Regions from separate parts of the Hordeum vulgare genome. Here region 2 is linked to region 1. Evidence: chromatin contacts called from public Hi-C data. All regions are on one chromosome and are shown on one strand. Each heading gives the region's core, a stretch centred on a gene start, on an enhancer-like site or on the middle of the called end of the contact. The rest is flanking DNA. Distances are from core to core; before and after follow the strand shown.

Region 1 (6,211 bases), core at 2,231-4,730:
GCTAACTATCAGTTTGATTGACCTCTATTTCTTGTAAAGTGGTTGTGGCAGGAACCAGGAAATGATTACTGTGGATACTACATTTGCGAGTCCATCCGGCACGTGACCTATGAGCGGGGCTACTCTGACAAACAATATGACGTGCGTAAATAATAATATTCACAATTTTATTTTATTACCATCATTTGTGGTCAGTTTCATTTATTCATATATATGTATTGACCCCTTCTTCAAATTAGATATATGGGATGCGGAATGAACTCCTACCAGCAGATCGTATGCGAGGAATTCAAGAGGAATTGGCGGCATTCTTTCTTGACCACGTGATCCCTGAAGACGGAGAATACCATGTGAACCGTAATCAGTTGAATTTTAATTAGGAGACTATATTGTAAGAGATAATTATATTGTATATATGTAGCTAGTAGCGTCGGATAGATATACGAGAACTTGTTGTTCGACCAATCTCTCAGAGAAGGAGAGGTGGCCGATATCACTTCTCTTTGTATGCATATGTTCATGACGATCTTCTGTTTCCTTCATTTGCTTACTAGCTAGCGTGTCTAGTCCTCTTTATACGTATAGTATGTAGTGTCGACCAAGGACGAAGATAAGAGAGCACACTTCTCTCTATTCATTAGCTAGCTAACACAATATATGAAACACCTAAATTAACCTCCCAAAACCCTCTAAACCCCCTCCCCCCCTTTCAAAAAAAACCCAGCACCTGAAATGCTGACGCGTGGATGCCTTTTGGTCCCGGTTGGTGTCACCAACCGGGACTAAAGGCCCCCCTGCCCGGGCTCGCCGCACCGGCCACGTGGAGGCCCATCTGTCTCGGTTCGTGTAAGAACCAGTACTAAAGGCCAAGGGCATTAGTAACAACCTTTTAGTCCCGGTTCCGAAACCGGGACAGAAGGCCCTTACGAACCGGGACAAAAGGCCCTTTTTCTACTAGTGCATACATATACGGATGTGTCATCTTTCTACATGTATTTACACTGCATAACAAATCTAAGTTTGTATAAACAGCTTGCATATAATTTCAGCCAATAATTATATTCTACATTCACATAGTTTACTTGGACAACTTGGAATTGGGTCTGTTAAACCTCAAGCATGATTACTTCACACGAATCATGGACTATGATCAACATGCCATAAATGTAAGGATGAATATGGACCTCAAAGAAAAGAATTATGTGCTCAAAGCCTAGGTTTCACCATCATCAACCATGCATAAACAATAGGATAAGTTTATTACTCATATGATTGCGGCTGAGGACAAACTTCAGTTCAACACTTCGAAGGTATATTTCTAATATAAAAAATATAGTTTTTTCATTCTCTAAATGTGATCCATCACCATACCTCATGTTGTTGCAACTTTACGTATTCACACGATGCAAGTCAGTCAATATCTAGTTCGCCAATAGAGAGGAAAGTTGCTAAAGTTTACACACACGCCATGGTTGCGAAGTTCAGCGACCTGGTATATATGAGTGTGTCTTACCTTGTCCAGGAAATCACAGCTGATGGCACATACATAACTATTCACATTGATTGTGATACGAGGGAGAACTGGAGCAAGTTGGAGTTTCCGGTTCATGTAAATAAACTTGAAGAGAAATACAGTTGTATTTGTAGGTTATTTGAACACATGGGCATATTATGCCCGCACATAAGCAAGGTATGAACAATCATTTTTATGCTAGTCTTTTTTTTTCAAAAGAAATTAGACGAAACTTATATGATTTATTTTTGTTTTAGGTTATGATGCATATTGGCTGCCGGACTCTTTGAGACAAATACATCAAGAAAAGACGGACTTATAATGCCTGAGAAGGAAATAAAGGCACTTCGACATGGCTGTAGCTGCTTCGAGGACTCACCGTCATACCCTATTATTCGAGGCTTGCGTGGACATATCATCTAAAGGTGATGCATCACTTGTTGCATACCATGTTGTAATGAGGAAAATTACTGAAGCTTTACAGGAGATCTGTTTGATGTCAACCTAAGAAGATGTTAAGGGTATACCTCAAGCCCACACAGGCTATACGCATTTATTTGAGGAATCAGATGATGAGTGTGCTAATGAAATTGAAGATGAGAACATCTTGGAAGCTGAACTGCATGACGATGTGCTTCCACCTAATCCACGCAAGAAGCGAGGACGTTCGAGGGCAACAAGAATGAAATTTGCTGCTGAAGATAGGGTACGTACAAAACGGACATGTTCTTTCTTTCATGAGAAAAGACACTACAGAACCGGGTGTCCCAAAAGCACAAAGCGTTTGACAAGTTTCAATATTAATAAAGTATGTCCTCAAACATATGATTTGGTATCGTATGATCACGAGAAATCTCTTTCCTAGCGGGTCATACCCAATAACAATCTAACGACATCTAAGGACCTACATGTCCAAAATGACCAACCATGTGAACTTTCAGCACGATTGAAAAAAATACACCACCTATTTAGACTAAACATCTTTACTTTTTTTATATCCTATTTGTTCTCTAAACCTTAGATAATTTTGATATTAAATTTAGCACAAAGATTAACTAACACTCTCCATCCCATAATGTAAGACGTTTTAACACTATTTTGTTGTATTTGACAACATTAAAAACACCATTATATGTTTAAACCTAAATTTGAATTCCTCCATTATATTATTCGGTTTATGACTTTACAAATACACAAGTGTTATGGTCATATTATATTTTGCAATTGAAGTAATACCACTATATGATTTTAGTTTGGGAGTTTTTAACTAGATTGTGTAAACCAAACAAAATTATAAAAAAGGTGAAAAAATCACATTCATCTACCGACTGATTAGTGCCTCTTAGATTTATTGTAGCATATTATATGTGTTTGTATCAATTTTAGTAGTTGTAAATATCTTGACAAAGGTTCTTCCTTTCTAGAATGTACATGCGTACCAAATATCCTAGGAATAGTTTACTTATTATGATTGTGTACATTGGTTGTAGAAAATAAGAAAATTACAGTGCTTTGTGGTTAAAGCCCCTCACACTCAACATAATCAAATGGCATTGTTTACTTATTCTTTTCTTATCAAATCATCTCTTGTCTCCTTTGCGATTTACAGTTGGTAAATAAATTTGCTAACTCTTTGCTCCGTTCAAGGTAATTGACACTAGTTCATGTAAACCAATCAAGGGCTGCATCTTTTGTAATGGTGCTTGAACCGGGCCAGTTTCTTGCTGTCCGCACTGGATCGGGGTGGAGATAATTGGTTGATCCGCCAACATCTTGGAGAGGGGCCCACTTCCACATGTCGTTAAGCTTTTCTTCACGTGATCTCAATCGGCATTTCTTTTGAAGGAGATTTTGGGTTTGCTTCCCATGATGAGAAAGAAACCCCATTATTGCCATCCACAGATCGCTCTCAGATGGAAGTTTCACTTATCTTGGGCAATCGGATGAGTTCTCATTACACCATATGCTTCCCCCCTTGCTTGGATTTTTGGCACAAAAGTTAGATGCCTACAGGTGCAGTGTGGACGTGCTAGTAGGAGTACTCTGAAAGCACAAAAATTGAGCAGTCCCAACTTTCATCTGACGGAGTCTACACGTTCTCTAGTTCCTCGAGCGCTAATTATGTTTTTCTTGTCCTTAATTTTCTGTCAGAATGAATTGTGGTTAATCTTTTTTCGTTGGAGAGCGACTCTGCTCGTTCGCTGCTAGGCGCTTCGTGTTCCGTGCGTGATCTGAAGCTCAGAATCGTTTCTGCCGTGTGCAGTAGGTTCAGACACCATTTAACAACACGACTTATTGCCTTTAGGACCAAATTCAGACCCGACGTTTCACTATGGTAGATGCGCCTTGTGTCAATGTTGTCAAAGACTCATGATCATGCACATGCTTTCCCTCTTATTATCTGTGTATCTCCAAACTATATAAGCACAAAATTGAGCAGGTCCCAACTCCCAGCTGACGGAGTCTTACTGGAGCACAATAGAATAATGATTTTTTTTTTGTCCTTAGTCTTCTTTACGGAAAAAGGAATAATTCTTATATTATTTTAGGAAGGGGGCATCAAATGCAAAAGGCTGAAGCCCAGCCGGGACAAGAGGCGACACCTGTTGTGGTCATTTTACAAAAACATCCCTCGCTTTTTCTGTATTCAAACCATAGTCCGGCTTTGTTGCATTTTTTAGAAAACTCCCTGATGTTTCAGGTAATCAACCCGCAGTCCGGATTTAAGTCAGAAAACAAATCGTTTTTTTGCATTTTTTCGAAAACCCCTTGATGTTTCAGGTAATCAACCCGCCCTCCGTACTTTAACAAAAAATACCCTAACTTTTTAGTTAATCAATCCACATTTATCTAAAACAAAATTATCCATATCTTTTAAATCGTAACTCCGATTTTAACATGTTATATATGAAATTTGATTAAAAATGTGTAGAATCTAAATACGATGTTACTTTTAGCTGTTGAATACTTCTTAAATATTATTTTCGGTGCAAACTTAATTTGTAGTGCACTGTCCTTTTTTTCTCTCTTTCCGGCGACGATACGAATTGCAATAAACATCCATTAAATTAAAACCAAATTAAGAGGAAAGAAAACATTGTTAACAACACATGCACACCTTTGGAAAACCTCGTGGGGGGAAACAACATATTTCTCATCTTATTCCGAGTGACTGTATATTCAAACGCGTTTTCATTGTATGAGCACTAAAGCCATCGTCGGCAACACAAATGTGATGCCATGTGAAAATATATTGCGTTCAGAGCGTGTGTAATTTTCTCTTCCGTTGCAATGCACGGGCTCTTTTGCTAGTAAGAACAAAAATGGCTACTGGATCATCATCAAGGGCAGAAAAGAGAGCATAGAAAGGTAGCTGATGATTAAAATGTCTAGTGTCTTCGAAATGCATACATGGCTGAGAAAAATCAGTGGAGGAATTCTCTTTAACTTAAAGAGGAAAGAAACTGGACTAGTCTTTCTCGTTCACAATGAAGAGTTCTCAGCTTTGAGGTTTACACGACCTCCGGAAGACCGGTATAACTGAAGGCAAGGAAAAAACAGGACAGCGGCCGCAAACTCAGATTGTGGCAGCATTTTTGATACTTGCGATAGTTATCCGGGGCATCGTGAAGAAAGGGATGTGGCTGAGAAAATAGGTATTGCGTTCATGCTGTATTTCCTAATTAAGAGATAAGCATTGCATAGGATGCCAATGCCTTGGAAGATGAAAGTTGAGAGATGCATGAATCTCTGAATCAGATTTGCCCACCATGTCCAGCTAGCTCAGCTGCACAGGCCTCCCTGGGCTGGCAGTGGCAGGAAATCCTCCTCCTCCTAACGATTACAGGTCCTTGTCAGTCGTGTGGCATGAAGAACCCAGCCGGCGCATGGCAATCATTCGGCTCGAAGCCACGCGACGCGAGCCTGGCGAATCCAGACCATTGGAAAGCGATTCTTCTCACCATCTGGACTGAACAAGTCTCAGCCTTGTTCAGTATTGTTTCTCCCGTTTGCAGTAGCTTCAGACACGGTTTAACAGCACGAGTTGTTGCCTCGTGGATCAAATTCAGACCCCGACGTTTCGGTATGGTAGATGCACGGCCCTATGCCAGACTTGTAAAAGATTCATGATCCTGCACATGCTTTTCCTCCGAGCCTACCAACGTTTCACAGTCCCTGTTATTTGTGTACCTGGACAGGTAAATTGGCTGCTCTGGTTTGCAGAAGAAACAGAGGTGCTCTCGCAATCCCAAGGCGGTATTCGACAAGTATCTGCGACGAGCAACACTGTTCAGAAAGACTGGTTTGTGTACCTCTGCTCTCGCAAACACCCAGTACAGCCTTTTACTCGAAGAGGATAAATCATTTATCATTGGGACTCAAGAAAGACTGACTACGAAGATTTGAGGGTCTAAAACTCGAGTTACAGGGTAACATTCGAGTTCTTATATCGATGTGTTAGAAAGTACTCCCTCCATTCCTAAATATAAGTCTTTTAGGCCTCGTTTGGTTAAGGAGGATTGGAGAGGTTTTGAGATGGAGGGATTTCAGGGGATTGGGTGAATCCCTTTGTTCCACCCAATCCTCTCAAAACCCCTGGGTTTTGCTTCCACTAGTCCCCCGATGAGGGTTTTGAAACACATGGATAGGAAGGGATTGAAGGGGAACGGAGGGGATTGGGCTAAGCAAACCCCTCCT
Region 2 (6,115 bases), core at 510-3,009, 45 kb before region 1:
ACAACTATACACTGATCGCATAGCTGTTTGATGATCAGTTTGCAAACAGTACTTTTACCTGAAGAAAGGAAGAAGGTTTGTTGTCATCATATGATGGGTGAGGTGCATTTGGTGTAGAAAGGTTGTACCATGTAAACAACTACGAATCACTGAATTTCTGCTAACAAATAGAAACAACAGAACCCATCAACTAATAACAAATGGTTCCTGGTGTCCATTCTATAGGCCTGACATCATTGGTACTTCCTCCCCTGACTAAGAATCTTTCAGGTCCACCTCCTGCAAACGGAGTACTGGATGATGGACCCCAACCGCGGTAGCATTAAGCGTTAACAAATTTACAGTCACCTGGATATAAAGTAAAAGGGTTAAATTAGGGTGTTAGAAAGCCACTTAGATCCACATCTTGGTGCAAAAGAATTAATAAGTGATTATACAATCCTTTAAGATGAAGATCCCAACAATAAAATGTCCACAAATGATAAAAAAATGCGATAAATATATTTTTTCTATAAATGTACCCTTGAAAAGTCAGAATATAAGTGTGCGAAAACAGTTTGTCCAGAAGACAAACCTTCTTCCTTTCCTCAGGCGACGGCCATACATTACGAGAGCTCATGGCAAGACCATCTACTTCTCGCACTATATATATCTGATCCTACTATCTCTATGGCAAAATCAATGTCAGAAACCTGAAAAGACCATGAGATCTAAGTAACTCGAGCACTGAACAAAATGGTCCATGTCCATTGGTTCTATAGATGATGCAATCAGAAAGGAAACTTAGAAAGTTTCTCCATCATTATGATCGAAAAAGGCATGGTCGTCACTGGATTGGCAATGCCAGGAGCTGAATAATTTGTTCAGAGAATTGAAAAGAGCATCATGAATTCTATCGGACATACACTTGTGCATGTTGACTTGGCGATTACTTAATTCGAAGGGTCTGACTGCAGGGTCTAAGACAATCATCCGTTTTTGCAACATACCAAATGAGTACACAATCCAACTGTCAGATAGTACTGCTGGAATGTGCCTCTATCTAAGTTTCTACGAAAATTTAGCACATACCCAAGTGGTAAGATAAATTACAGCATGGTTGAATATCATCATAAAACTGGAAGATGCAAGAAGTATAGTTACTCTTCCTCTGTAGGATTTAGGCACTAATAATCAGGATCTACTTTGCACGTCCACTTCCCGTGTACTGAAGTTATGACGTGTTAACTTGGTTTGATTTGCATGTCACCGGCGTTGAACAAAATGCATAACACTAGATGGAAGCAGCAATGCTTAGGGTGTGGCTGAGCTCACCGAGAGGCTCGTGGGGCTTGCAGGCCGCATGGATCTGGCCCAGGAAGCCGAGAAGGTCGCCCGCGATGGAGGAGGAGGTGAGGTGGCCCGTGTCCCCGACGGCGGGGAACGTGGTGCTTCTGCCGGCGGTCGCGGCGTCGTCGGGGGCCGGGGGCGGAGGAAGTTGTCCCTCCTTTCCATTAGCTGCGTCGGGGAAGGCGATGTGGGTTAGCGGCATCTCACCGGAGAGGCGGGCCGAGTGGGGGAGAGACTCTAGGGTTCCGGAGCTTGAGGCAGAGGGAGACGCTCGGAACCGGCGGCCGCCCGGAGCTCTGCGCGCGCGGTGGGGTGGTGCGGCCGCCGCCCGGTGGAAAGAGCGAGGGAGAGGGGAGGTTGCGTACGATGGGAAGCAAAACGGCGCGTTCTTTTCCCCTACCTTTTAATGCATTCTTTTCACCGAGCACTGCTCCTAATGCAACGTGGACCATGCGAGCAAACGTTCCTTCCGCGTACATTAATGAGTTTGATTACATCCAAGTATATTACATGCGGATGAATTAGGTCCTATACTAATGTTTCACATTATTTTATTGCTGTTTAATTAGATTGCTTCCAAAAATAAAAGATGCGCTCTAATTTGATTGCTTACTAAAAAAAGGCCCATGCAATTGCCATAATTTGCCCGAGGAATTAGAGCGGGACGAAATTGAAGCATACATCATGCATTTTTTTCATATGCCTATACGTGAACCAATTTTTTTTTTTTTTTTGCGGGTGAAAACCTTCATTAATAAGTGGGCTCAAAAGAGTCTTTCCTACAAAGGGCAGATAATTCTACTGGCGTACAGCGAAGCCACACCGCCGTACGCTGATCAACACGGTTGATCCGAGCAAGGGCATCAGCCACTTTATTCCTATTTCTAACTACATGTGATATCACATGTTCACCCACCTCATCTAGGGCTCTTCTGATTTGCATGACAAGCGCCGTGCATGGTGATCTATTAGTCTCCTCCTGTATGATCATCTGCGCAGCCTCCAAGCAATCCGTCTCAATAATCATAGGGAGCGAGCTACAAGCTTTTGCAATTTCGATTCCTTCCGCACAGGCAGCAAGCTCCGCTTCGAGGACAGAAGAACAAGAGCGAAGATAACGGCAAGAGGAGAAGATAACCTGGCCATCCTCTCCGCGAAGTACCATGCCAGCTTCAGCAGTGTGTTGTTCTGGGTTAAAAGCCCCATCGATGTTCAGTTTTGTCCAGCCCATCGGTGTTCTAACCCAGTTGAACTCCGGCCCTTCCACCCGTTCCCGCTTCTCCTCCTTTGCCCCCGGATCCCGATGATGAGAGACCGCCATCTTCCCTTTGGTAATATCTGCCAGAGGGTTATATTTTATGCAAAGCAGGGTTTCCATGTAGCTACTAAGAAACCTCGTTGACGCTTCAATAAGGGGAGCTAGCTTGCCATGGGTGATCTCATTGTGCACGTGCCAACTTCGCCATAAGGTCATCAGCGTGGGTAGTCTCTCAGTCGGTTGACATTGATGCAGTAGGTGTAGCAGCCATTCGGAGCCGGTGTTGCAAATGTTCTCCAGCTTGGGCATGCTCCAGAGCTTACTCATCTCCCTCCATAAGCGTTGCGCAAGCGGGCACCGGCAGAGAGCTTGGAAGGTATCTTCAGGTTCCATTCCACAAATAACACATATATCAGACAAACCAATGCTTCGCCTTTTAAGATTAACCGCAATAGCCAGTGAGTTAGTCGCGACGCGCCATGCAAATACCCTGACTTTAGGAGGCGCAGGGCATCACCATAGCGATTTCCATATAGCTCTTGACCCATCAGGTGCCCAGCTCGATGCACTCATAGTTTTTCTGTGCATATCCTCATGAGCTAGGCGGTAAGCCGTCCGGACTGAAAAAAAACCCTTAGGATCTGGAGCCCATGCGATAACATCCTGCCCTAGTCTGTTCGGAGAAGCCCTGATCTCAGAGATTGCCTTGACATCCATTGGTAAGAAGTAACGGCGTAGGTATGCCATGTCCCATTGTCCTCGTTCATCCAGCAGCTCAGAGACTCTACGGACCCGACAATTACCTCTGCTAGAGATGGGGCGGTATGAGTGTGGCCATGGTATCCATGGGTCTCTCCAAATCCGAATGTGCTCCCCATTGCCAACGCGCCAAATGATTCCTTTCTTGAGCAGTTGTAAACCATATGTGATGGCCTGCCAAGTTGACGATGCATTCCCAGTAAAGACATTATCCTCCAAAGCGCCATTTGGATAGTATTTCGCTTTAATAACTTGTGCACACAGGGATTCAGGCCGGGTTAGTAATCTCCAGGCTTTCCTCACCAAGAGAGCCTGATTGAACAACCGGAAGTCGCGGAATCCTAGTCCTCCTCTGCTCTTTGGATCACAGACTTTCTCCCACGATTTCTAGTGAGTTTTCCTTTTGTCATCCTTTGCCCCCCACCAAAAATTCCTTACCAGTCGTTTAGGTCGTCACACACAGATGCGGGTAGTTTGAAAACCCCCATAGTATAAGTGGGTATTCCCTGGGCAACCGCTTTGATCATACTCTCCTTCCCTGCTTGTGAGAGGGTATCCCCCCATTCCAAAATGCGTTTAGTTAGGCTCTCTTGCAATTTCTGGAATTTACCTCTATGCATTCTGCCATCTGGCGTTGGCAACCCCAGATATTGTCCTTCAAAATCCTGTTGTTGAACCTCAAGGATCTGGCGCACAACAAGTTGATCTGCTTCAGGACAGGATCTCCAAACTGAATAGAGCATTTCTGTTGGTTGATGAGCTAACCTGTTGCTTGGGCATAACTGTGGATGACCCCTTTAACAAACGTAGCTTCCTCTTGAGAATAGGAGGGTATCATCGATGAATAGTAAATGAGACACACCAGGAGCCCGTCTGCATACCTTAACTGGAGTGATATTCTCAGACAACACGCCTTGTCGCAGGAGAGCAGAGAGGCCGTCAGCGACAAACAAGAACATGAAAGGGGATAGGGGATCACACTAGTGGAAAACGGGCCTTTGGCCTAGACCCTTTAGTCCCGGCCTGCCTCTGGGCCGGGACTAAAGGCCCGGCCACGTTGCCCCAATTCTCAATGCCTCCCTCGAGGCTTTAGTCCCGGCCCGTAAGGAGCCTTTAGTCCCGGTTCGTGTCCCAAACCGGGACTAAAGGGCTACGCGGTGGGCAGCCCGCATGTGCGCCACCTTTAGTCCCGGTTTGTGTCTCAAACCGGGACTAAAGTCCTCTGCCTATATATAGCACAGCCCCCTCTCCCCTCCTCCTTGCATTTTTCTTGGATGGAGGATTGTGGGTGGGTGCTTGCTCTCCACTTTTTTTGATGCACTAGAGGTGTTTGTTGAAATGTGTGTTAGAGCGATGCCGCTTCAGTTCACTGAACACAACTATGATATGAGATGCCTGAGCCATGCTTAAACCTCTTCCTCTTTATTTCTACTTATTCTAAAAGGTTAGCAACTATATTTCCTCGTTTAGACCGTGCGGTACTAATTTTTAGGATCGTGATTGTATTTGATATACTGTCGTATAACACAGATGAGCCATCCATGGATGTACGGTGATCAACGCACAACCGCTTACAGAGAAGGCGTGCATTCTTTTCGAGATGCAGCCAATGCGAACAAGCATGGTGGTGGCTATATGTTTTGTCCATGTGTTGAATGTCGGAATGAGAAGGATTACACTTCCTCAAGAGTCATTCAGAGCCACCTGCTTCGGTCCGGTTTTATGTCGGGCTATAATGTTTGGACCAAGCACGGAGAAAGAGGGGTTATGATGGAAGACGATGATGAAGAAGAAGAGAACGATGATGACAACTACCGATCTATGTTCCCTGAGTATGCTGATACCGCAATGGAAGACAATGAAGAAGAAGATCAGGATGAAGAACGGGAACCAGATGAGCCCGCTGATGATCTTGGCCGGGTCATTTCTGATGCACGACGAGGTTGCGACACAGAAAAGGAGAGGTTGCAGTTCGAGCAGATGTTACAGGACCACAACAAATTGTTGTACCCAACTTGTGAAGATGGCCAAAAGAAGCTGGGTAGCACACTGGAATTGCTGAAGTGGAAGGTAGAGACCAGTGTGACTGACTCGTCATTCGAAAAGTTGCTGGTACTGATGAAGAAGATGCTTCCAAGAAAGAACGAATTGCCCGCCAGCACGTACGAAGCAAAGAAGCTTGTCTGCCCTCTAGGATTAGACGTGCAGAAGATACATGCATGCCCTAATGACTGCATGCTCTACCGCGGTGAGAAGTACGAGAATATGGATAAATGACCGGTATTCACTGCATTGCGGTATAAGATCAGAAAAGATGACCCTGGTGATATTGAGGGCGAGCCACCCAGGAAGAGGGTTCCTGCCAAGGTGATGTGGTCTGCTCCTATAATACTACGGTTGAAACGTATGTTCAGAAATAAAGATCATGCAAAGTTGTTGCGATGGCACATGGAAGATCGTATGAAATACGATAAGTTGAGGCACACCGCTGATGGTCGGCAGTGGAGAAAAATCGAGAGAGAGTTCCCGAGATTTGCAGCTGACGCAAGGAACTGATGGTTAGGTCTGAGTACAGATGGCATGAATCCTTTTGGGGAGCAGAGGTGCAGTCACAGCACCTGGCCCGTTACTCTATGTATCTACAACCTTCCTCCTTGGTTGTGCATGAAGCAGAAGTTCATTATGATGCCAGTGCTTATCCAAGGTCCAAAGCAACCCGGCAACGATATTGATGTGTACCTAAGGCCATTAGTTGATGAACTTTTACAG

Evidence for each region. A called contact is a pair of places that touch in the nucleus more often than the background predicts.
Region 2: a Hi-C map of leaf shows a contact between it and region 1, with 2.1 times the contacts expected there. The contact joins the promoter of LOC123409853 here to the enhancer-like site in region 1. A contact is called at or near these places in 4 of 6 Hi-C or Micro-C datasets (leaf, seedling and an unstated tissue).

What each region holds. Positions count from the first base shown.
Region 1 is chr7H:605,801,015-605,807,225 of MorexV3_pseudomolecules_assembly, reverse strand. No RefSeq gene overlaps it. Among protein-coding and RNA genes, the nearest start is that of LOC123409853, 44 kb to the left of the region's middle. Within about 2 kb of position 3,480, at least 2 of the 3 cell types and tissues checked have open chromatin away from gene starts, as enhancers often do. A contact at or near this core is called in leaf, where this site is marked.
Region 2 is chr7H:605,843,909-605,850,023 of MorexV3_pseudomolecules_assembly, reverse strand. LOC123409853 reads right to left here and starts at 1,759. Exons shown (of 2, transcript XM_045102722.1): 1 at 1,315-1,759; 2 at 1-348. The coding sequence starts at 1,531. The coding sequence ends at 323.